Linked DNA regions of Capsicum annuum: region 2 is linked to region 1. The links are chromatin contacts, called in public Hi-C maps. All regions are on one chromosome and are shown on one strand. Each heading gives the region's core, a stretch centred on a gene start, on an enhancer-like site or on the middle of the called end of the contact. The rest is flanking DNA. Distances are from core to core; before and after follow the strand shown. Region 1 overlaps LOC107839035 (a long non-coding RNA gene). Region 2 holds the start of LOC107839033 (anaphase-promoting complex subunit 5).

Region 1 (4,567 bases), core at 1,639-4,138:
TGTCCCATCTTTGATCCATAGGAATCTAGATCGTTGTCTCCATATATTTGAAATACACAAGAAATCTTTCCTTTCTAACAAGAACATGTGCTTGACTTGCTGAAAGAAATTTTTGGTCTTCCCAAGCTCTTTGATATCAAATTCCTTTTTGAGCAAACACTTCTTCTGATTGTGTATTTTCTTTTGACTCGGCACATATTATTATTGTTACTATCATCTCATTTACTAAGATTATTAGTGTTGTTACTTTTCCTGTTTTCAGGTGTCATATGAACAAGGTTTGGTCTCCTCCACTCTAATGATAGCATAGCTTGATCATAACCTTTTCTTCCAATCCATGCTCAAGGTGATTGGTTTAGTTTGTACAGTGCCTTCTTCAGTCTACACACCATACCCTTCTTGCTCTTACCAGCTTACAAGCGTATTTTCATTCAAAAGAGAAAAAAAACCATGGAGAAATATATTTCTTCAATGGTTGCTCTTCTCTTAGTTTTAGCACTAATGGCTACCCTTTTTTCATCATCAGATGCTGTATTCAAAGGCGCATTTGAAGAAAACTTCAGTAAAAGTTGTCCAGGTACACAATTCAAGACTTCTCAAGACGGACAGATCTGGTGTCTTACCTTAGACCAAGTATTAGGTAACTAAAATCAAGAATACAAAATGCATTTTATTTCTTATTTATATTATCTTTTTGTTTTCTTGAAATTTGAACATATTTCATGTTGTTGGTATGTTAGATTGTGGATTCATGACCAAGCAGAGCTATAGATTTGGTTGGTTTAGCACAAAGTTGAAATTAGTAGGAGGTGACTCTGTTGTTGTTGTGACAACATTTTATGTAAGTTCACTAAAATATTTTGTGCATTTCTATTTTTCTTTGCGTACAATAGGCCCTTGTGGTCCGGCCTTTCTCGGGATGTTGTGCATAGCGAAAGCTTTAGCACATTGGGTGTCCTTTTTTGTGGGAATTTTGGCATTTCCTTTATTTTTTTTGGCACGTTGGGTGCAGATATGTTCAGAAGTAGAGGCAAGGCCATTGAGAGATGAGATAGATTTTGAGTTCTTGGGAAACAGAACAGGGCAGTCTTACCTTATTCAAACAAATGTGTACAATGGTTGTGGTGGACGTGAGATGAGGCATCAACTATGGTTTGACCCAAATCCGTTATCGAATTTCTTATGAATCCGAATCCGAACTCACAGTCTTCAACCCCGCCTACTTCTCCGTCTGCTCAATCTGATCCCGATTCGACAACACATCCTGGAGTTCTTCTAGATCTTTCGTTCAATGATTCGGAGCTTATTCTTAGCGCTTTGATTAACGCTGTGGTTTTGGTCATCTGAAGATTACTGAAGCTGCCCTTGATGCTGTGCAGAAGCTGCCCTTGATGCTGTGCAGAAGCTCATTGCTCATGGTTATCTTAGGGGTGAAGCGAGCCCACTTGGGCTCCAGATGCGAAGCTTCTATCGAAATTGATTGGGTCTGTTTGTAAATGTCATGATTTGGGCGATGATGCGGTGGAATTGCTTGTAATTAAGTCTATTTTATCTGCTGTGACGTCGGTTTTGATTCGAATACATGGGGATTCTTTGTTGCAGGTTGTTAGGACGTGTTATGATATTTGTTTGGAGAGTAAGAATGTGGTGAATCCGACGACGGCTAAGGCTTCATTGGTACAAATATTGGTGATTGTTTTTTGGAGAATGGAGGCAGATTCGTCCACGGTGCCATTGCAGCCTATTGTTGTCACGGAGTTAATGGAACCAGCTGAAAAAGCTGATGCTGATGGATAAATGACATTGTTTGTTCAGGGGTTTATAACTAAAGTGTTGCAAGACATTGATAGAGTTTTCAATGCAGGGACTCTGAGGGTTAGTGCTACACCTACTGGTGCTTGTGATGAGGCATTTTGATAACTACATCAACCGTGGAGTCGACGAATCCTGCTGATCTTTTGGATTCCACGGATAAAGATATGTTGGATGTGAAGTATTGGGGGATTAGCATGTATAAGATGACGTTGGAAGGGCAAAAAAGGAGAGCTGGTGGACGGGGAGGGAGAAAGGGATGATGATTTGGAGGTTCAAATTCGGAATAACTTGAGAAGGGATGCATTGTTAGTGTTCAGGGCTTTATGTAAGTTCTCAATGAAGACCCCACCCAAGGAGGCCGCAGCAGATCCACAGTTAATGAGGCGCAAGATTGTGGCGTTGGAGCTGCTTAAGATATTGTTGGAGAATGCTGGAGCAATATTTAGGACAAGTGACAGGCATTTACCTACCATTCTGATTTAAATCTTTTTTATACCTTAATTACTTGTGTAATTGCTCGTTTATATTCTAATAATTGTACCATGGTTCTTATTTCTGAGTATTGTTTTTCTGTCATTGGTTCATTTTTTGTTGCATAAATGTGTCAATGGCACACGTCTATTTTTGCTACTTGATCTAACTTATAAAGTACTACTCTTTTTTAAATCGGTATTTACAAAGTACTGTTCTCAGTGCTCCAAATGAAAAAATGTTATTTGTTGCTCTTATATGCTCTTAAGCTAAGGTAATACCAATCAATATACAAAGTCCAAAAAGTTGCTTACTCTAATACAATGAGTCCAATTGCTTTCCAACTTCATTTGTCCTTGAAATGTTATATGCTTCCTTTTCCTATTTCCCTACACCATATATTTAGTTTACATATTCTTGGTAGCATAGTTTTTAGACTATTCCCGGGGAATAAAAAGGATTTGCAAAATATAAATCAGTTGTCAACATATGAGCATCTACGCCGTTTGTGCTGCTAAAAGTTTGAAAGTGACCTTTACTTGCTTGGACAACGGCTCCAAGTCTATATTGACTAAAAATCAACTAAAAGAAAAGAAGAGAAAATAGATTTGTCGTATCTTACCTTACGTTGGAGAGTGGAAGCTTACTGTCGTCACTCAGCTCATGTTCGGTCATGATCATGTGCTTCCACTTAGTTGGGGAAACATATAGGGTTGCGCAACACTATGATATTTCTGACAAACATTCACCTTTCTGTGATTTGGATATCCTAAACTATTTGAAGCTGTCAAACCTAAAGCTTATACGGCCGAACAACTCTTTAGGCTTCCTTTGTTAATGTGGAGAGATCTTGAATTTTACATCCTTCAATGCTTTCTTTGGGGGAAGAATTACGTTTTTGTAAATCAAGGATGCACTCTTGAGGTCTATTGGTAATGCTATGAGTAATGTCATGAGGAACGGAAACCTTCCGACTTTTTTTCAACGCCTGTTTTTTGGTACAATAGTGATGTAATAATGTCAACTAACTTGCCATTGTTCTTTCTTCTTTTTTTCTTAATGAAGTATGGAAATCTTGTTAGGAGGCATCAAGAAGATGCAAGGAAAAAAATTACAGCAAAAGAAGATGTCTATTCCTATACAAGAACTTACTGAATAACTGAAGAGCAGACATAATCCCAAAAAAGTTCAACAATAGTTACAGGGCCTGGTTGAACCAACTATATAAGTTGACCAAACAATTGGATTTAAGAATGTGGTTAGGAGTTCAAATCCCAGCAAAACATCTGAATGGGTCTCCCAACTCTCAATGAACTCCAAGTTCTCATAGGCTTCTTTAATAGTATTTGGCATGACCCCAACAAGTTCAAAAACTAATAAAAACATACTCCATATGTCAGCTACTATAGCACAATGCAAGAATAGATGCCTCAACACTCTCCAACTCCACCTATGGCACATATAACTTCTATTTACAATCTGAATATTTCTTTTCCAGAGATTGTGTTGGGTAAGACATGCTTCATACAAGGTAGCCAAGATAAAACTAACTATGTTTGGGGGTAGTTTAGTATCAACAATCTTAAATACCTTATGATTCTTGCTGAAGCAGGTGAAGGCAAAGCTGTTACAGGAGCAAGCGTTCAGAGAAGAAGGCATTACCAGTGAAATATACTTTTTAACTTAAGGTACGAGAGTAAAGATGCCACAATCATGGGAAAAAGATCAGTCAATGATGAATGTACAACAACCACTACAATGTACTCAGTATAATTCTACAAAGTGGGTCTAGGGAAGGTAAACTCAGTATAATTCCACAAAGTGGGTCTAGGGAAGGTAAAGTGTTGCGTTCTCAGTCATTGATGAATGTTTTCTATTAAAATTTCAATTTATGATTCAATGATTGAAGTCTATAAAACTGCTCACAGGTAGTTTAGACACCATGTTAGTTATATCCGTTAAATAACTTGTGTGCTCCAACTTTTACATACTTCTTGACATTTCAAGGTATGTGTATTGAGTACACTATTCCTTCCTGTTCTTCTAAGTTGGACATGTACTTATGATTGCTCATATTATAAAGCTTTTGATAGTTCTGTTACATTAGCGTGAATAGCTGCACAAATTATGTCCTTGAAGAATAAAACGTTCTTCCTTTCAAATGTATCTCAATTTTTGTAACACACTATGTGAACGGAAAAATTAGAGGTATAGAAAAGGCAGCGTGGTGCACCAAGTCTCACTATGCGCAGGGTTTGGGGAAAGACCATACCACAAGAGT
Region 2 (4,986 bases), core at 1,113-3,612, 130 kb before region 1:
AATGATAACACACAACTTTGTAAATAAAAAGTTAAGAAGGTTACAAACTTAGTGCAACAACAAATTCCATTACCTCGCAAGTCATTAAAAAAGTTAAACAAATCATCTGGTGAGGCTAACGATGATAATTTGCGAGCTAAATGGTCGCTCAACCAATGATTTAATACACCTCCAATTTCCTTAAGCTGAGAAACGAGTTCATCCAGCTTTGGCTCAAAAATATCCTCTGACGACTGTTAAAAGAAAAAAAAAGACAAATTTGCTTTGTTCAGACAGCATTCTCTACATTCTCTACACTAAGCTTGGAGATTTAGACCCCAACCATTTTACCAACACATCAGTGGATATATAGTCCTCAAACATATTCTCCACACCAAAAAAACTCACTAAATACACAAGATATAGTATCTAAATTGATTAAATCACTATATCGTACCAAAACGGTTTCATTGTAATAACTCTTTCAACCATTACCCTCATTTTTCTCCTTAATTTTATTTGGTCCGGAAAATTCTTTTACGATATTTAGCTAGCATCAAATTTTAACTGAATCAGTTGAGCCAGAATCAGTGCTTACTGTCCTACCAGAAAAAACTTCAGCAAAAAAATGGTAACTGAATAATTTCTAATCAATTAGTTAATAATCACTCGAAAAGTAAGCAAACCAACAACATAACCAGGGTAATCCCACAAGTGGGATGTAGAGAGGGTAGAAGGTACACAGACCTCACCCCTAACTCGTAGAGATCGAGATGTTTCCGATAGACATTCAACTTCAATAAAGCCCGCCAAACAGTTCAAAAAGGGGGATACAGATATGGGGACAATAACAACAACAAATTAATCCGAAATGGAGAGAGTAACACAACAAACATGAGGAAAAAAACAGTAATGAAAACGAAATAATGTAATAATCGGCCACAAAAAACACCAGAGAAAGCCGAAAGTGAAGCTGAAGAAACAACAAAAATAGTACTAATACTACTAGTAAGAAGGGAAGTCCAAGTAAAGACCACCAAGCCTATCCCGCAGGGAAGCGAGAAAACACTCAACTAACAACTAACCTTTTACCCTAATTAGCCACTTACAAAAGCAAACAAAATTTTCGTAAATTTGAAAGCTAATAAATATTTGCTACCTTAACGACAGAAAATCAGCGCACAAAAAACACCAGTGAAAGTCGAAATAGAAGATCAAGAAACTAGAAGAATAGCGCTAATACTACTAGTAAGAATGGAGGTCCAAGTAAAGACGACCAAGCCTATCCCGGTGGGAAGCGAGAGAACACTCAACTAACAACTAACCTTTTACCCTAATTCGCCATTTAAAAACGCAAACAACATTTTCATAGATTTAAAAGCTAAGAAATATTTTCTACCTTAACGAGCAAGAAACTAGAAGAATAGTGCTAATACTACTAGTAAGAATGGAGGTTCAAGTAAGGGCAACCAAGCGTATCCCGCGTACATTAATTCGACACTACCAACTACCAACTACCAACTAACCTTCAACACTAATTCGAGACCCACAAAAGCAAAGTACATTATAGACCCTCAACTTAAATAAAGCCTGCCAAACAGTTCAAAAGCGGTTACAGATATGGGGGAAATAACAACATCAAATTGATGTGAAATGGAGAGTGTTACACAGCAAAAAGGAGAAAAAACTAGTAACAAAAACGATATAATGCAGTAATCGACTCTCAGAAAAAAAACCAGTAAGAAGGGAGTTCCAAGGAAGATCATCAAGCCTATCCCACAAAAAACACCAGCGAAAGCCGAATTGAAGCTCAAGAAACTACAAAAATAGTGCTAATACTACTGGTAAAAAGGAAAGTCCAAGTAAGATCACCAAGTCTATCCCGCAGGGAAGGGAGAGAACACTCAACTAACAACTAACCTGTTATCCTAATTTCCGACCTACAAAAGCAAACTACATTTTTAAAATAAATTTGAAAGGTAAGAAATGCTTGGTACCTTAGTAAGAGATAATAAAAAGGAGCCGAGAAGATTGTGCTGAGCGACGGAAGAGAAGGGGAAAGGAACAGAGGTTTGGGAGGGAGGAGCATAGACTTGAATGAGAATGCAAATAGAGAGCTTGTGTGGTGTAATGGTGAAAGCTCCTGCCGCTTTCGATAACCCTGGCATTGCGGCTGCGCCGGACATGGAGGGAATCAGCGCGCGAATCGGATGGAGGCTAGTTTCTATTTCTACTATATAGATACTGTAACAGGAGGACTACTTGTGTTATAATTCTTAAAGGAAGTGGAAAGAAAAGGGAAAAAGGAGAATAGAAAGAGGAGGAATTTTCAAGAGTAATAATTTTATCATTTCCGAACCTGTTCAGTACAAAGGAATACTAACATAACTCTACCAGTAATACAATGATAGCAATCCCATCTATTAACTCAATTTAGGACTAAACGAAATTACTCTTACTACATTAAGGACTTTTCTGCAATTACTAAATAAGTTTTCTATTTAAAACTAAAGGGACTTAGGTTAACATATTGAAACTTAATAAAACATCAGTCACAATGACATTTGTGACACTCATCCCTCTTCAAATAGATCTTGATCTTCAAGCCTCTTGAAAGTTAGGAAATTGTGATCGAATGAAGTTGTAGTCCTCCCAAGTAGCCTCTTCTGGTAGCAGGTTTGCCCATTGCACTAAGATCTGAGTGGAAGCAGTATTTTCTTTCTTGATAATTCTCCTATCTAACACGGCAACTGGTTCTACTATCGTTTGACCATCTGAAGAACAAATGTAGGGATCTAATGTTGGTACCACTTGATTACCAATCTTTTTCTTGAGTTGTGATATATATGGAAAACTGGGTGAATTCTGAGCCGGGTGGCAGAGCTAGCTTGTAAGCTACTGGTCCAATTTTCTACTTTATCTTGTAAGGTCCATAAAACCTTGAGGCCAGTTTGAGACTTTTTCTAACTGCAAAGGAAGTCTGCCTATAGGGTTGCAGCTTTAAATAAACCCAATCTCCTTCTTCAAATTCTCTCTCAGTCATTCTCTTGTCTGCATTTCTTTTCATCCTCTCTTAATCTCTTATTAAGTTGTTCTTCAAGATGTTCGCCATCAATTGTCTCTCCTTGAGAATCTGATCCACAGAGTCTACCTTGGATTGTGCCACTAACTCAAAAGTTAGTTGTTTAGTTATGGAGGTTCATAACTATAGAGCACTTTGAATGGGGTCATTAAGTGACGTATGGTAGTTGCTATTGTACCAGAATTCTACTAAGGATAGCCATCTGTACCACTCTTCAGGTTTGTGTCCAGTCATACACCTTAGGTAGTTCTCTAAGTACCTATTCAATCTTTTAGTTTGTCCATCTGTCTATGGGTGATATACAGAGCTATATAATAATTGAACTTGTAAGAGTTTAAAGAGTTCCTTCCAAAAGTTGCTTAGAAACACTTTATCTCTATCTGTAACTGTGCTCTTAAGTAGACCATGAAGCTTATATATGTTGTCTAGGAATGCCCTGGATACTTGAGAGTTGTTACAGTTGACTGGGGACATAACCTTGGATGGGAAGATATGGAGGAATAACATTAGTATAGAGGGTTAAGGGTGTGGTTAAGGTGTTGTCAGTATTTAGGTAGACTTTGGGGTCTTGTGTTTGGCAACATGCAATTTTTTGTGGATGTCGTACCATTGTTATTTTATTGTGTTCTAGGATTTTCATGTTTTTGTATGCTGTCTTCTAACTTGAGTTGGGGGTCTATAGGAAACAGTCTCTCTACCTCTTTAGAGGTAGTGGTATGGACTGCGTACACTCTACCCTCCCTAGACCCCACTATCTGGGAATATACTGGGTATGTTATTATTGTTGTTGTTGTATATCTGTTGTATTTGTCTATCACTACTAAGATAGTGTCTTTACCTTCAAATTTGGGTAGACTTTCAACAAAGTCCATTAATATATGTTCCCATACTTTCTCAGGAACAGGTAAAGGTTGAAGTAGGCCTGGATATGCTACTTGTTCATCTTTACACCTCTGGCACACTTCACATTCTTGGACCAACTTCTTCACTTGTTCAATCATTGCTGGCCAATAAAACACATCTTTTAACCTTTAATAAGTAGCCCAAACTCCTGAGTGACCTCCTAACCCAGAGTTGTGTATGGTAGTAACTAATTATTGCCTAAGCTGGCCATTATTACCAATCCATGCTTTTCCATTGTATCTCAGTATTCCTTGTTGAACAAATATGTTCAGCTCAAGGTCAGGATGGCTGCTTAATGTAGTGATAGCTTGTAGTACTTTTTGGTCTCCCTTGTAGCTGTCAAGTATTTCTTCAATCCACTTAGGTTGCACTTATGATATGACCAAGCACTCTGAATCACCTTGGTCCTTTTAATCCTCAAATTTTCTGGATACAGCTACCACATTCTCAACACCCTTTTATAGTGTATTTCAAAGCCGAGCCCCATTAACTTAGTTAAACCTTTGTGTTGAAGTGAAGTGGTAATTTTCTGCTCCTGCAAATATTTTAGACTGAAATGGTCAGACTTAATAATGAAATCGTGAGGTTGGAGGTAATGCCTCCACTCATCTACAGCTTGTAATAGTGTAATCAACTCTTTCTCATAAGTGGACATTCCTTGGTATTTCTTACTAAGAGTTTGGCTCATAAATGCTAATGGTCTCTTCCTTTGCATTAATACTGCCCCAATACCTATATTACAAGCATCTACCTCGAGATTAAAAGTCTTTGTAAAATCAGGTAATGCTAGCACAAGTCCAGTAGTCATAGCTAACTTCAACTGGTTAAATGCTTGATCAGACTCAGGATTCCAGAGAAATTCTCCCTTCTTCAATAGGTTGGTTAATGGTTTACTTATCTGAGCATAACCTTGAATGAACTTTCTGTAATACCCAGTTAAACTCAAAAATCCTCTTAATGCCTTCAATGTCTTTGGTTGTGGCTACTCCACCATTGATACTATTTTAATTTGATCAGTGTTC

The links. Hi-C and Micro-C count contacts between places; a contact is called where the count stands out from the background.
Region 2: a contact with region 1 is called in a Hi-C map of leaf, with 3 times the contacts expected there. The contact joins the promoter of LOC107839033 here to the enhancer-like site in region 1. A contact is called at or near these places in 3 of 5 Hi-C or Micro-C datasets (bud and leaf).

The regions. Positions count from the first base shown.
Region 1 is chr8:50,259,547-50,264,113 of UCD10Xv1.1, reverse strand. LOC107839035 (a long non-coding RNA gene) reads left to right here. Exons shown (of 7, transcript XR_007043987.1): 3 at 263-346; 4 at 527-640; 5 at 741-841; 6 at 1,013-4,122. Among protein-coding and RNA genes, the nearest start is that of LOC107839035, 8.4 kb to the left of the region's middle. Within about 2 kb of position 2,888, at least 5 of the 5 cell types and tissues checked have an H3K27ac peak or open chromatin away from gene starts, as enhancers often do. A contact at or near this core is called in bud and leaf, where this site is marked.
Region 2 is chr8:50,384,275-50,389,260 of UCD10Xv1.1, reverse strand. It overlaps LOC107839033 (anaphase-promoting complex subunit 5), which reads right to left and starts at 2,362. Exons shown (of 21, transcript XR_007043988.1): 1 at 1,977-2,362; 2 at 74-233.